Regions from separate parts of the Gossypium hirsutum genome. Here all the other regions are linked to region 2. Evidence: chromatin contacts called from public Hi-C data. All regions are on one chromosome and are shown on one strand. Each heading gives the region's core, a stretch centred on a gene start, on an enhancer-like site or on the middle of the called end of the contact. The rest is flanking DNA. Distances are from core to core; before and after follow the strand shown.

Region 1 (3,727 bases), core at 546-3,045, 180 kb before region 2:
ATGGTTGATGTTTGTTTGTTTTCACCCATTACTGTGATATCCATGGGTGCTCTGAAACCCTGGCTTCATATGCTATCACTGGTGCGTATACAGCATTTGACGGCTAAAAGATTTGGCATTTTAGTCTGTCCTCGTGATTCAGTTTTAGAACAACTTGTCAATGTTATAAACCTTGGCATCTGAGCATGCAAGCTGAAGCACCAATTTTGGAGCATAAATTCTAGGGACAGGATGCTGAAAACCACCATAGAAAAATTCTTTTACCAATTCTACATGCTGTCCCCAGTCTCCACAAATTTGTTCACACAAGTACCATCAACCCCTCAAGCCAATCCCAAAGGATCTTTAAATTTATACAAATGCATAAAAAATCCGGTAAGAATACAAATATCATTTCTCCAAGGACTGTACCTAAAAGTAAACCTGTTGAAAGTGGGAAATGTGTGGTTTATTAGTTAATTATTTACTTTACTCTTAAATCTGTGCGGGTTTAGGTTGTTTGATTCAATCGATTATTGTTAGAAGGTAGATTAATTTATTTTATCATATATATTCATAAAAAAGAAATAAATGTTTTAACAATGCAATGTTAAAATTTTTGGTTGGGTTGATGTCACGATTCAACTTAACATCAATAAAAATAAAAAGTTATTCCTTTTACAAAGTAAATTATATTACCATGAGAATATTGTCTTTTTATAAATCAACAAAAATTCACAATGTTAATATTTAACACTAAGTTTTAAATATTAAACTTTATCCTTTCAATCAAAGCTTTATTTAGCTTGTATATGAATTGTTAATAAATATATTTATTAAATAATTCTTTTCCCATATTATGCATGTGTATAATTTGGAGATATCAAATTCGAGCCCCAACATGTGTAATATAATGTGAATTGGAACCTAAAATTCTTAAGTTTAAAGTTGATAATATGTAGGATTATTGGTTTATAATCTATAGAAAGAAATTTTAAGGGGTTCAAGTTGACTGGTAGCGAACAGTTCATTTGAGATCATCAACTCAACATGTTTTTCTTTTCTGTTTTGTTGACAAACATAAATTGAACATGATGGTTCATATGAAATCCGAGTTTAGTTAAGGTAAACTACAAAAATAGTTATTTTTGTTTGTCTCAAGTAACATTTTAGTTATTATGTTTGAAATGTTACGTTTTAGTCACTTATGTTATTATTTTGTTACGAAGTGATTAATCTTCCGTTAAGTTCTGTTATCTCCGTAACGATAATCCTACGTGGCAGTCCAACTAGATTTTATAGTAAATGAAAGTTGGCAATATTGTAAAGTTGTTTTTAATACTCGATTTTATAACAAGCAAACACCTGGAACAAGAAAATCCAAATTTTGCCCTCAACATTTGCACATTTTTGCATGTAAGTCCTTATACAATTTACATTTGTAACCCAGAGGACTTATGAGTATAGTTGTTAATGCATACTTTACATGGCTAAATTGTCTGTTAATAGTAAATCAAATGCATAATTTAGTTGGATGATGTATGTATTAACAGATGAACTTAAAATCTAGTTAGACTGTCACGTAGGATTACTGTTAGGGAGATAACGGAATTTAACGGAAGAGTGATCACTTCTTAACAAAATAATAACATAAGTGACTAAAACGTAACATTTCAAACATAAGTGACTAAAATATAACCTGAGGCAAATAAAAGTGACTATTTTTACAATTTACCCGTTTAGTTAATGTTCTATTTTTTACTTGTAACCTAAAGAAAGATAATTGAATTGCAGAGGGCCCAAGTTGGGCTGGTGGCGAACATTTAATTTGAGACCATCATCAACCCACCATGTTTTTTTCTTAATAAACATATACCCAACATGTTGGTGGTTTGAGAACTCAAAACTTTGATCCGACTAGACATTTTCGAAGACAAATAAATGAGTGCATCGGCGGCTGAAGCTTCAGAGTACCATTCCAAAGACTTCAACTGGGACACACTTCGACTAGAAATAGAAAACGACCCTTCTCTTAACTACCATCTTCTCCCTTTTGTATCCCCACAACCAGAACAACAACTTACAAAAGATCCCATAAAAGCATGGAAAAGTTTCCACATTCAACATTCTTCTGGCAAATTCTTCAAGGTTTGTCTATAACCCTCCACCCCCCTCCCCCCAAAAAAAAAAGAAAAAAGAAAAAAAATCCAATCTTTCCTTCATTCTTTTTCTGGGTATTCTGTTGCCTTTTAGTTCTTTGTTGTGTAAGCTTAAATGGGTACTATGTTTGATACAGGAGAGGAGGTACTTGTTAAAAGAATTTCCAGAGCTGGTTTCTTGTGGAGATGGTTGTAAGGTTTTGGAGGTTGGGTGTGGAAATGGCAGTACTGCCCTTCCTATATTGCGGTAACCCCTAAATTATCTTCGTTTTTAATTTTTTTTGGTTGTTATAATTTAAATAAAATTTGATAGTTGTACTATATTCTTAACTGTCTAGTGCAGTGAAAAATGATGTTTCGTTGTGTTGATGATATGAGAAAAGCGTTGGTTTTCTTTAGTTATTATATTAAAGAAAGATTAATGGTTTTCGAATATTGTTGAAAGTATGGATTTAACAACGGACTAATATTGTCTACTTTTAACTTGTTTCGTCTTAGGTAGCTGCTAATCTTAATTAATCACTTTGGTTTTGTTCTACCATCCAGTTAGAAGTGAACTATATTCTGCAAAAGTTTATATCATTATTCAGGATAAGAGCCTGAGAGAACTTTAGATGATACTTATGAAAGTTGAGATTGTTTTCTTTGAGCTTTTGTTGTGAAGATTAATATTGAAGTATTGAGAAATTGTAGATGGACAGTAATATCAAATAATGTTGAATTTTCGTTTCTTGTACTTATACCTTCAATACATTTATCCAGTGGCAACGAGAAAATTATTCTATATGCATGCGATTGTAGCAATGAGACCCTACAGAGAGCTAAAGAGTTCGTAGCTGCTAGTAATGTAGCATCAGTTGAGAATCGTTTCAGGCCATTCTATTGTGATTTTGCAACAACGGGATTTCCAAAGTGGTTAGCTTGTGCTAATTGCAGAGAAAATCTTGGACAAAAGGACCAAATTTGTGTTTCAGGTAGCTATCTTTCATGTGTCTTACATTGCTTTGCTTCCAATTATTGGCTTTTCTTATATCATGGCCTTAATATCTCGCTTTTTCTTCCCAGATGTTGGAGAAGAAAGAACCCTTGAAACTGGTTCATGGTCAATGGAAGAAAGAAGCTGTTGCGTTGGTGGTGTTGACTTTGTTACCTTGGTATGCATATTGTATTTCATGAATTCCTTGATAGTCAATGTTTATAGAAATCTTAATTTTCTTGGAAATGTAGGAAAATAATTTACTGCATAGTTCATGCTTGAAAGTTATCACGGTGATTAGGTGATGCAGGTGCTTTATCATCAATATTTTATTATTTTCAGTTTTGTTTCAGTTTATTTTATAATATATAGTTTTCAAGTTTTAGATATATTAGTTTTCTTCAGGGTTAAGTCTAGGATTAAGAGTAAAATTTTAGTTGCAAGAATGTCTAGTAACTTTACTTTTAAAAAAGTCTATTGCAAATATGCTGTAACAAATTTACAGCCATAGCATTATTATTATTATTTTGAATTAATATAAAGGAAACTGAATGTTTTTTTTAAACCCCAAGTTTTTTAGAGTTCCAACTTCTAACTAGTTTTACAGTCATAA
Region 2 (3,868 bases), core at 1,199-3,698:
TGCTAGCTTCTAGTATCAAGTGGGCAAAAGTCCCCTTTAGCCCTTAGCTACTAATGAAATCATCAAGCTGACGAAAGATACTGAAAAAAAAAATTGCTCTGACCTGGCCGCCATGGCCCCTTTTGGTGCTTTGACTCACGTGTAGCTTCCTCATTTGAGGGTCCGATTAACGACCCAATAATGTTGGTTTGAAACCTTTTGTATATTCATGTATTTTACCACTTTTTCACCCTTCATCTGCCTATATAAGGTATCTCTCAAGCTTTGAAATGTTTCTCCTATGACCACCAAATATAACCAAATACAAAGAGTTGCATAAATGGATTCTTCATATTTCCAATACCCATATTCTCATTTCTCTCCTGAATCATCTTCTTCCTATATTTCACTAGACTCATTCAATTACCCCCATAACCAAGCTCTTCCTTTCAATGAAAACGACTCTCAGGAGATGCTTCTTTTAGGACTGCTAAACCAAGCTCCGGCAAGCTCTAGAGATGATCATGAAGTAAGCTCGAAAGCAAATGAAGAGGAATCGTCTACCAGGGAGGCTTCTTATAGAGGAGTTAGGAGAAGACCATGGGGGAAATATGCAGCTGAAATAAGGGATTCCACAAGGAATGGTGTTAGGGTTTGGCTTGGAACCTTTGATACAGCTGAGGCTGCTGCTTTAGCTTATGACCAAGCTGCATTGGCAATGAGAGGTTCCATGGCTATTCTCAATTTCCCAATGGACAAAGTCTACGAATCACTTCGAGAAATGAACTATGGGTTTGAACAAGGTTGCTCACCTGTTTTAACCATGAAGAAAAGATACTCCTTGAAAACCAAGAAGGGGTCGTCCATGATGATGAAGAGGGCCAAGAAAGAAAAGGAAATTAACAATACGGAAAATGTAGTAGTGTTGGAGGATTTAGGTATTGAATACTTGGAGGAACTTCTTACCATCTCCGAGAGTTCTAATATTTGGTAAATTACTTTAGAATAACTTTGATTAATTCATAATTAAAAAATAATAATAATTGTATCAGTCAGTTAATCCTTTTTCCTGTTTAGATATCGAGGAATGAGAATTTTTTCTTGATTTTGGCTTTTTGTAAATGCAAGAAGGATTAATGTCTTTTGTTGGATATAGAGAGGTATTTTTTATATGTCAACTTGGGCTAGTGGACAATATCATTATATGGTACCATCGTTTTCAGTTTCCATTAAGCTGGAACATGATGATGACAATTATTTTCACAGTTGTTGAGCCTTTGCAATTAGAAACTGTACTTAAATTTATAACTGATTGGATTTGTCTGGCTAATTTTGAAGACCATATTAATCATCCATATATATATAAATTATTGTCAATTTCTTTTTCCTATACCAACCCAACAATATGCATTAATTAAAATATAGATATAAGATATTGCTCCACAAGTCCCCACAATTTAGTCCCAAAAATCATTGATATATGCATTTTGAATCTTAAAATCTTATAAAATATAAGATGACATTGAAATCATATTGAGATCTCATAAATTGAAAATCAGCCTCCTTCAAACAAAATATATGGTTTTTGCATATATTAATCCAGTCATAACTTACTTGGAACCAGAAGATGGAAGAAATTAATACAAGAAGGGACAACATTTAACAATTACTGCACAACTGGTTGACTCGTGATTCATCCCAATGCTTTTAGATATTCTCACGTAAACAATAATTATTGTTATGTAATTTTAATTTCGTGTGATTTTATACATAAAATTTTAGTTTAATATAATTTTTACAAATCGCTAATATAATATTATAGAATTAACACAATTTTATATTGATATATTGCATACACAAATAATTATATTAATCCAATATGAAAATAAATGTGTGTATTCATTTCTTTGAACGTATTCAATTAAATCAAAATCAGAATTTCATTTACATATATGAATGGCAATTATAGTTTTATGTTTACAATTACACCAAAATAAAATTCATATATCAAATCATATATTAAACCAAAATTGTTATATAAATTTAATATTTATATTCTTTTATGGTGAATAATCTTATGCTTTTTTTTTACGGAAAGTAGAGGCTTTCATGGAGGGTTTGGAGCCTGTCATGGCCCATTGAGCGAAGAACCTACCACCTTGGCTTCAAGAGTAAGGTTGTGGTTAGTTAGGTGGTGAGTTATTACACCTTTAATCTTGTATAGTTAATGTGAAATCATTCGATTAACTAACCCCTATTGAAGAGTGTTTAAAGACTATCAAAGACCACACAAAATGATCAAAGGATGAAAGTGCACTAGGTCTTACTTAAATTGATGCATGATAGAATCAACCCCTTTTAAAGAGGGATAAAGTAGTAGATAAGTTTTATCCAAAAATTACAAATCCCATTAATAGTTACAAATCAAAATCGTCAATATTTATCCGATTGAGTCTTAGTTTGATTGGCATGAACATTGTTATTAATATAGGAGAACGTGAATTCGAGTGCGTTGAAGCACATTATCCTTCTAATTATGGGTTAGGGAGGAGAACATTGTTGTCAATACAGGAGAATGTGGATTCGAGTGCATTGAAGCACATTATCCTTCTAATTATGGGTTGGGAAAGAGCTATAGGTAGTTCTAGACATTATATAAAAAAGAGTAGATATGATCAGAACCTATAATGAAATTATTCAAAAAAAATTGTCACTCTAATAGCTATTATTAAGACACTTTGGTTATAGGTAATTTATAAAGTTGATCATATTACTAGTAAAAAGATTACTTTCAAGTGCTTGGAAGGAGAGTCAAAAAGAAAAACTAGCAAGGAATTGGTTAGTTAATATAGCCAACAAACACAAAAGGGGAGAACCACGTGTATTTGAATTTATCCCCAATTCTCCTATATGATCAAGCTATCATTTATTTTCCAGGATTTCTTTAAGATCAATCATTAACTAAATTTAATGGTCAATCTTCTCTTGTTCTTATGTGGCTATATTAAGAGTATGGTTCAGCAATGATCTGGTCCAAGTTGAACTCGTTATTCACAAGAGGCTTATGAAAAATAAAAAGAGAGAAGATACCCCATGAATGCTTCATGTATTTTGACCGAGACCAAAGGCAGCTGATTAGTATAAAGTTCAGGTTCATGCGCACGTAAGAAAAGGACAAAAGGCCAAAATGGAGGGAAAAAGCTAGTTTTAAGAAAGTAATGCCACTTAGCCAAATTAAAAGCATGTTTGAATAGCTTTGCGTAATGGATGTTTGGTGAATGAAAAGGTGGAAAATGACATGTTTTAATGGATTTGAAAGTCGTTTGAGTACGTTGGGTTGGGAATGGGCCTTTTTGAAGAATGGAGGAATCATTTATAACTAGAGAGTAGAGACTAGTAGGGATTACCAAATTGCAAACTTTCTTTGAAGCGGAGGAGACAATAGATACTTTCTTTGGGCCAGAATCGTTGAGCTATGATGGGTCATGAAAAGCGTATAATCGGCCTTGTTAAAGGACTTTAGTTTTAAGGTCTTTATCTAGGTGAAATGGAGTTACAAGTGAAATGGTGACATATATTTATTTATTTTAGGTATCTTTCACGTCTGGTTTCTAATTCATGTTTAGAGTTGTTCCATAATATTATCTTTAAGTTTCGAATTTATATTCTTTTTTTGGAATATGAAGTGTCTTGTCATTGCATCTAACACTTGTTAGTGGTAAAATATTTATTTTCATACATTTTCATTAAAAAACATAATATATTTTCTAAATGTCTCAAAAGATACTAGACTATAACATACCCACGATATGGATAAAAAAAATACTTATATAACTTAAAAGTTTATATAAAAAATAAATAATGCTTTAATTAAAATGGTAAAATTGAA
Region 3 (4,245 bases), core at 101-2,600, 130 kb before region 2:
CTCCACACTTGGCATACATTTCCAATAGTGCGGTTTTTAATATTGTATCCATTTCAACAGCTTGCCTGTCTATGACAGTATGAATCCATTTACCCATATCAAGGGCTCCAGTCTCTGCACAAAGTGAAAGCATCGTAGTCATTGTTACTTGGTTAGGTCTCAACCCATATTCCATCATCTTGACAAAAAGATCAAAAGCCTGATCTATGCAATGTGTTTGTGCATGAGCTGCAATGATAGCACTCCAGATCATAACATCTTTGTCTTTAACTGAGTCAAAAACTGCTCTAGCATTCCTTATCTCTCCACATTTCCCATACATATCAACCAGAGCAGTAGCAAGAGCCAGAGACAAACAAATCCCGTTTCTCAAAATATAAACGTGTAATTGTTTTCCCAGTTCTAAAGCCCCCACAAAACTACACTCTACAACTAAACACAGCAAAGTAATCTCGTTTGGCTTTATCCTTTCTTCAATCATTCTAGCAAAAAGCTTCATTCCCTCTTCTAATTTATAGCAATGAATATATCCGGCTATCATAGCAGTCCATGAAACAACAGTTTTCTGGTTCAATCCATTGAAAAGCAGTCTTGCAGAAGCTAAATTTCCACTTTTTGCATACATATGAATGAAAGCAGTAGTTAACTGAACACTCATTTTCTCAAGATTCCTTGTAACATAAGCATGCATTGCTTTTCCCATTTCAACATCCATGAGGTCTGCAAATAAAGTAATCATGCTAATCATGGCAACTTCACTAGGTCTTATCTGTAAAATTTGCATCTTTCTTATCATCTCCAATGCTTCCATGTAGAATTTGCTTCTAACATAGCATCTAATCATTGTACTCCAAGAAACAGCATCTCTTTCATACATATTATCAAACAACAGTCTGGCAGAGACAACACTGTCACATTCACTATACATTTGTATCAAAGCATTACTTACAAAAACATCTTCAGTCAATCCATTCTTCACAGAAAAACCATGTATTTCTTTGCCCAATTGGGTGTTTGAAACAAAACTACAAGCTTTCAGTACTGCAGGGACCATGAAGTTATCAACTTCATAATCCATTCTTCTCAAATAAGTATAGATGTCAAGTGCACTGTGGGGTTGGCTGTTTTTCGTGTAAGATGTAATAAGGAAATTGAATTGTGCTGAAGGGCTGAACTTGGTTACATTGAAGTGAGTTTTCACCGTTAGAGCATGGGTTTGCCTGGTTTGTTCAAGGGTGGGTTGAAGAAAAGTTTCAGATTTTGGAATTTGGATGAATTTGATTGTTGAAGCCAAGGCAGAAGGAGAAGAAAGTGACGGTTTCTCTGTTGCAGCTACTTTCATCATGTCCATGGCGTTTTGTTATCTTAACAAATAAAATATCTGGTTTGCAAAACTTCAGTTCTTTTTCCCACTGATAGTTCGCACTATGCTGTTTTGTTCTTTTCATAGAATTTTAGAGGTTTTCAAGCTTCCCCTTCGGCCCAAAATTATGTGGGCCGAAGTACACCTAATATCTCCACTAAAACCCTGAAATTCTCCCATCCTTTCATGGTTCTCTGCTATAGGGTTTCACATAAACCCCCAAATTCTTCAATCTTCCTTGTGCAGAACTCCAAGCCCTAAATATCAGCAAAAGACAAAACATTTTCATGTTCTACCTTAGTGTTTTGCTTGATTTTTATGGTCATATAGCACACATCGAAGGCTTGCAGGTGACTTTTATTGTGAGCTCAAAAGTTGTGCAACATCATAAATATCATCCCCTTCAACAAAAAAAAAATCTGATATTTCTGATAAATATTAAAGGTGCTCATGGCCGGGTTTTTGTAAGGTATTTAGATCATTTTTTTAAATTCAAGTTCAATTCGGATAAAAAATGGGCTTATTTTTTCTCAAGGCTGGCCAGATTTAAAAAAAGTAAATCTGAAGTCGACTCGATCCACCCATATTTAATTTTTTAGATTAATTTTTATTTAAAATTAAAATTTTTAAAGAATATAATACACTAAACGCATTAAAAAGATTAAAATAAAAGTTTTGTAACATATTAAAAATATATTATATTAAAAAAACACTACCACAAATATAATAAATATTTTATTATATTAAAAAATACAAATAAATATAATAAATATTTTATCGTATTAGAAATAAATTTTATATTTTAGGTTGAATTATTTTGTTGGGGAATTTCTTTTAGGTATTGGACAACGGAAATAATTGTTATTAGATTAACAATTTAATATAAATATTAATATAATTCAGGCTGAGTCAAGCTTGAACCCAAAAAATCTTATTTAAACCCGACTCATAAAGAAAACGATGATCATATTTTATCTAAATCTTCTCCTAATAAATAATGATTCCCGGCTTTTAATGGATGGATGATGACGTTTTCTTAATACCCATTTGCTAGTCTATGGTTATTAGAATGAGGTGTGGATTTGTTTTGTTAATTTGATGAGGTTTTCAAGTTCCAGTCCAAGAAATGGGCATTTTCAATTTCATTATAACCTTTTGTTTAATTTAGCAACTTCTTTTCTGTTAAAATCGTTCATAAAAAATATAGACTTAACTGTTCTGTGGTGTTTTACTTTCTACAAATTTTGTGCCTTAGCCGGCTATGTATTTCACCGAAAATGATTTCCATAAAAATTCATTGTTTTTTTTTTTGAAAAACTAATGTTTTGGAAAATTCTGAGTAAAATCATTTTTCAATGTTTAATAATGATTAAATTACTTAAAAGGCCCTTTTCCATGCATATTTACGAAAATAGATCGATTATACCATTATTTATTGGAAAAGGTTAATTTTTACACAATGCGCCTATGTGGTCGCCTTTTAGGAAGAAAAAGTCAGAAAATCGCTTCTTTAAGGAAGCGTTTTTTGCCACGTCAACAAAACGCATCCACATGAAAGAGTTTTGTTGACATGGCGAAAAAAGATTCCTCAAGGGAGTGATTTTCTGGCCGATTTTTAAATTCCAACGGTAAAAAAGAGAGTATAAACCCCCACCACTCCTATTATTTCACATATAAATTCTTAACAATTTAGCAAAAAATCTTTACAATTTCTCCCTAAAACTCTCAAATTTCTCATTAAATTTAGAAAATTATAAATAGTTATTTACTTTTAATTTTTTTAAAATTAGTATTATTTTTTTTATAATTTCAAAAATATCTGATTGTGTTAGCAATGGTCGGGGATTTAATTCGTCTCGATTATAAACATATCTCCGTCGAACAAATGAAAATGGTAATTGTTTGTTTTAAACTTTGAACATTTTTAACATTTTTTCATTTTAATTAATTTTAATTTTTGAATATTATTTAATTTTTTTCATTTATGTAATTTTAATTAATTTTTATTTTATAATTTTTTATAACAGTATGTAAATCGGGCGTTATAATGTTATATTCGTATCATGTCTGGTCCGCCATCACCGTTGATAGAAAATTACTTGAGGGAAGTAGGTTTTTAGCATGCGATCATTATAGGTCGGGGGTGCAAGTAGGACCCAAAACTTATCAGCGCATTAATAGAGAGGTGGAGACCGGAGACGCACACATTCTATCTTCCATGCAGAGAGTGTACTATCACTTTGGAGAATGTCCAGTTACAATTAGGACTACCGGTGGATAGGGCCACAGTCATCGGGTCCGTTCAATCTGCTGATTGGGGAGCCATATGCTACGATCTTTTGGGTGCTATTCCGGATAATATTTACGGAGGTCGGATCGAGATAGGCTGGTTACGAGACACATTCCAGGAGTCGGGGAATGATTCGACTGAATTAGAAAGAATATGATATGCTCGGGCATACATCCTTGAGATGATTGGAGGTTATCTGATGCCGGACTTGTCACAAAACCTCGTACATCTGAGGTGGTTGCTGAAACTCATTGATTTGAGAGCAGTTGGCGAACTTAGTTGGGGGTCTGCCGTGTTGGCAACATTGTACCGGAAGTGCGGGCGACGCCACCAAATAAAGTCAAAATTAGAGGTTGCCTATCACTACTACAATCATGGGTTTGGTTTCGCTTTCTATTTTTACATCCTCAAGTGAACCACCCATATACATTCCCACTCATAACAAGGTAAAATTTTTATTTGATTTTACAATTATTCCATAAATTTAAAATAAAATTGTATGCTGACAATTTATTTAATTAGGTGGAACCATCCGGCGAGTTATGTTGGAATACCTACTGCTCTTGATGATATAATGCTTCTATTAGACCAA

Evidence for each region. Hi-C and Micro-C count contacts between places; a contact is called where the count stands out from the background.
Region 1: a contact with region 2 is called in a Hi-C map of leaf, with 2.3 times the contacts expected there. The contact joins the promoter of LOC107889244 here to the promoter of LOC121210047 in region 2. A contact is called at or near these places in 2 of 34 Hi-C or Micro-C datasets (hypocotyl and leaf).
Region 3: a Hi-C map of leaf shows a contact between it and region 2, with 2.2 times the contacts expected there. The contact joins the promoter of LOC107889213 here to the promoter of LOC121210047 in region 2. A contact is called at or near these places in 5 of 34 Hi-C or Micro-C datasets (hypocotyl, leaf and petal).

What each region holds. Positions count from the first base shown.
Region 1 is chrA11:108,030,562-108,034,288 of Gossypium_hirsutum_v2.1, forward strand. LOC107889244 (tRNA N(3)-methylcytidine methyltransferase METTL6) reads left to right here and starts at 1,796. Exons shown (of 8, transcript XM_016813607.2): 1 at 1,796-2,127; 2 at 2,276-2,385; 3 at 2,901-3,112; 4 at 3,204-3,292. The coding sequence starts at 1,921.
Region 2 is chrA11:108,213,598-108,217,465 of Gossypium_hirsutum_v2.1, forward strand. LOC121210047 (putative serine/threonine-protein kinase) reads left to right here and starts at 2,449. Exons shown (of 5, transcript XM_041082123.1): 1 at 2,449-2,617. The coding sequence starts at 2,449. It overlaps LOC107904633 (ethylene-response factor C3), which reads left to right and starts at 252. Exons shown (of 1, transcript XM_016831070.2): 1 at 252-1,245. The coding sequence starts at 320. The coding sequence ends at 973.
Region 3 is chrA11:108,081,911-108,086,155 of Gossypium_hirsutum_v2.1, forward strand. It overlaps LOC107889213 (pentatricopeptide repeat-containing protein At3g26782, mitochondrial), which reads right to left and starts at 1,351. Exons shown (of 1, transcript XM_016813571.2): 1 at 1-1,351. The coding sequence starts at 1,351.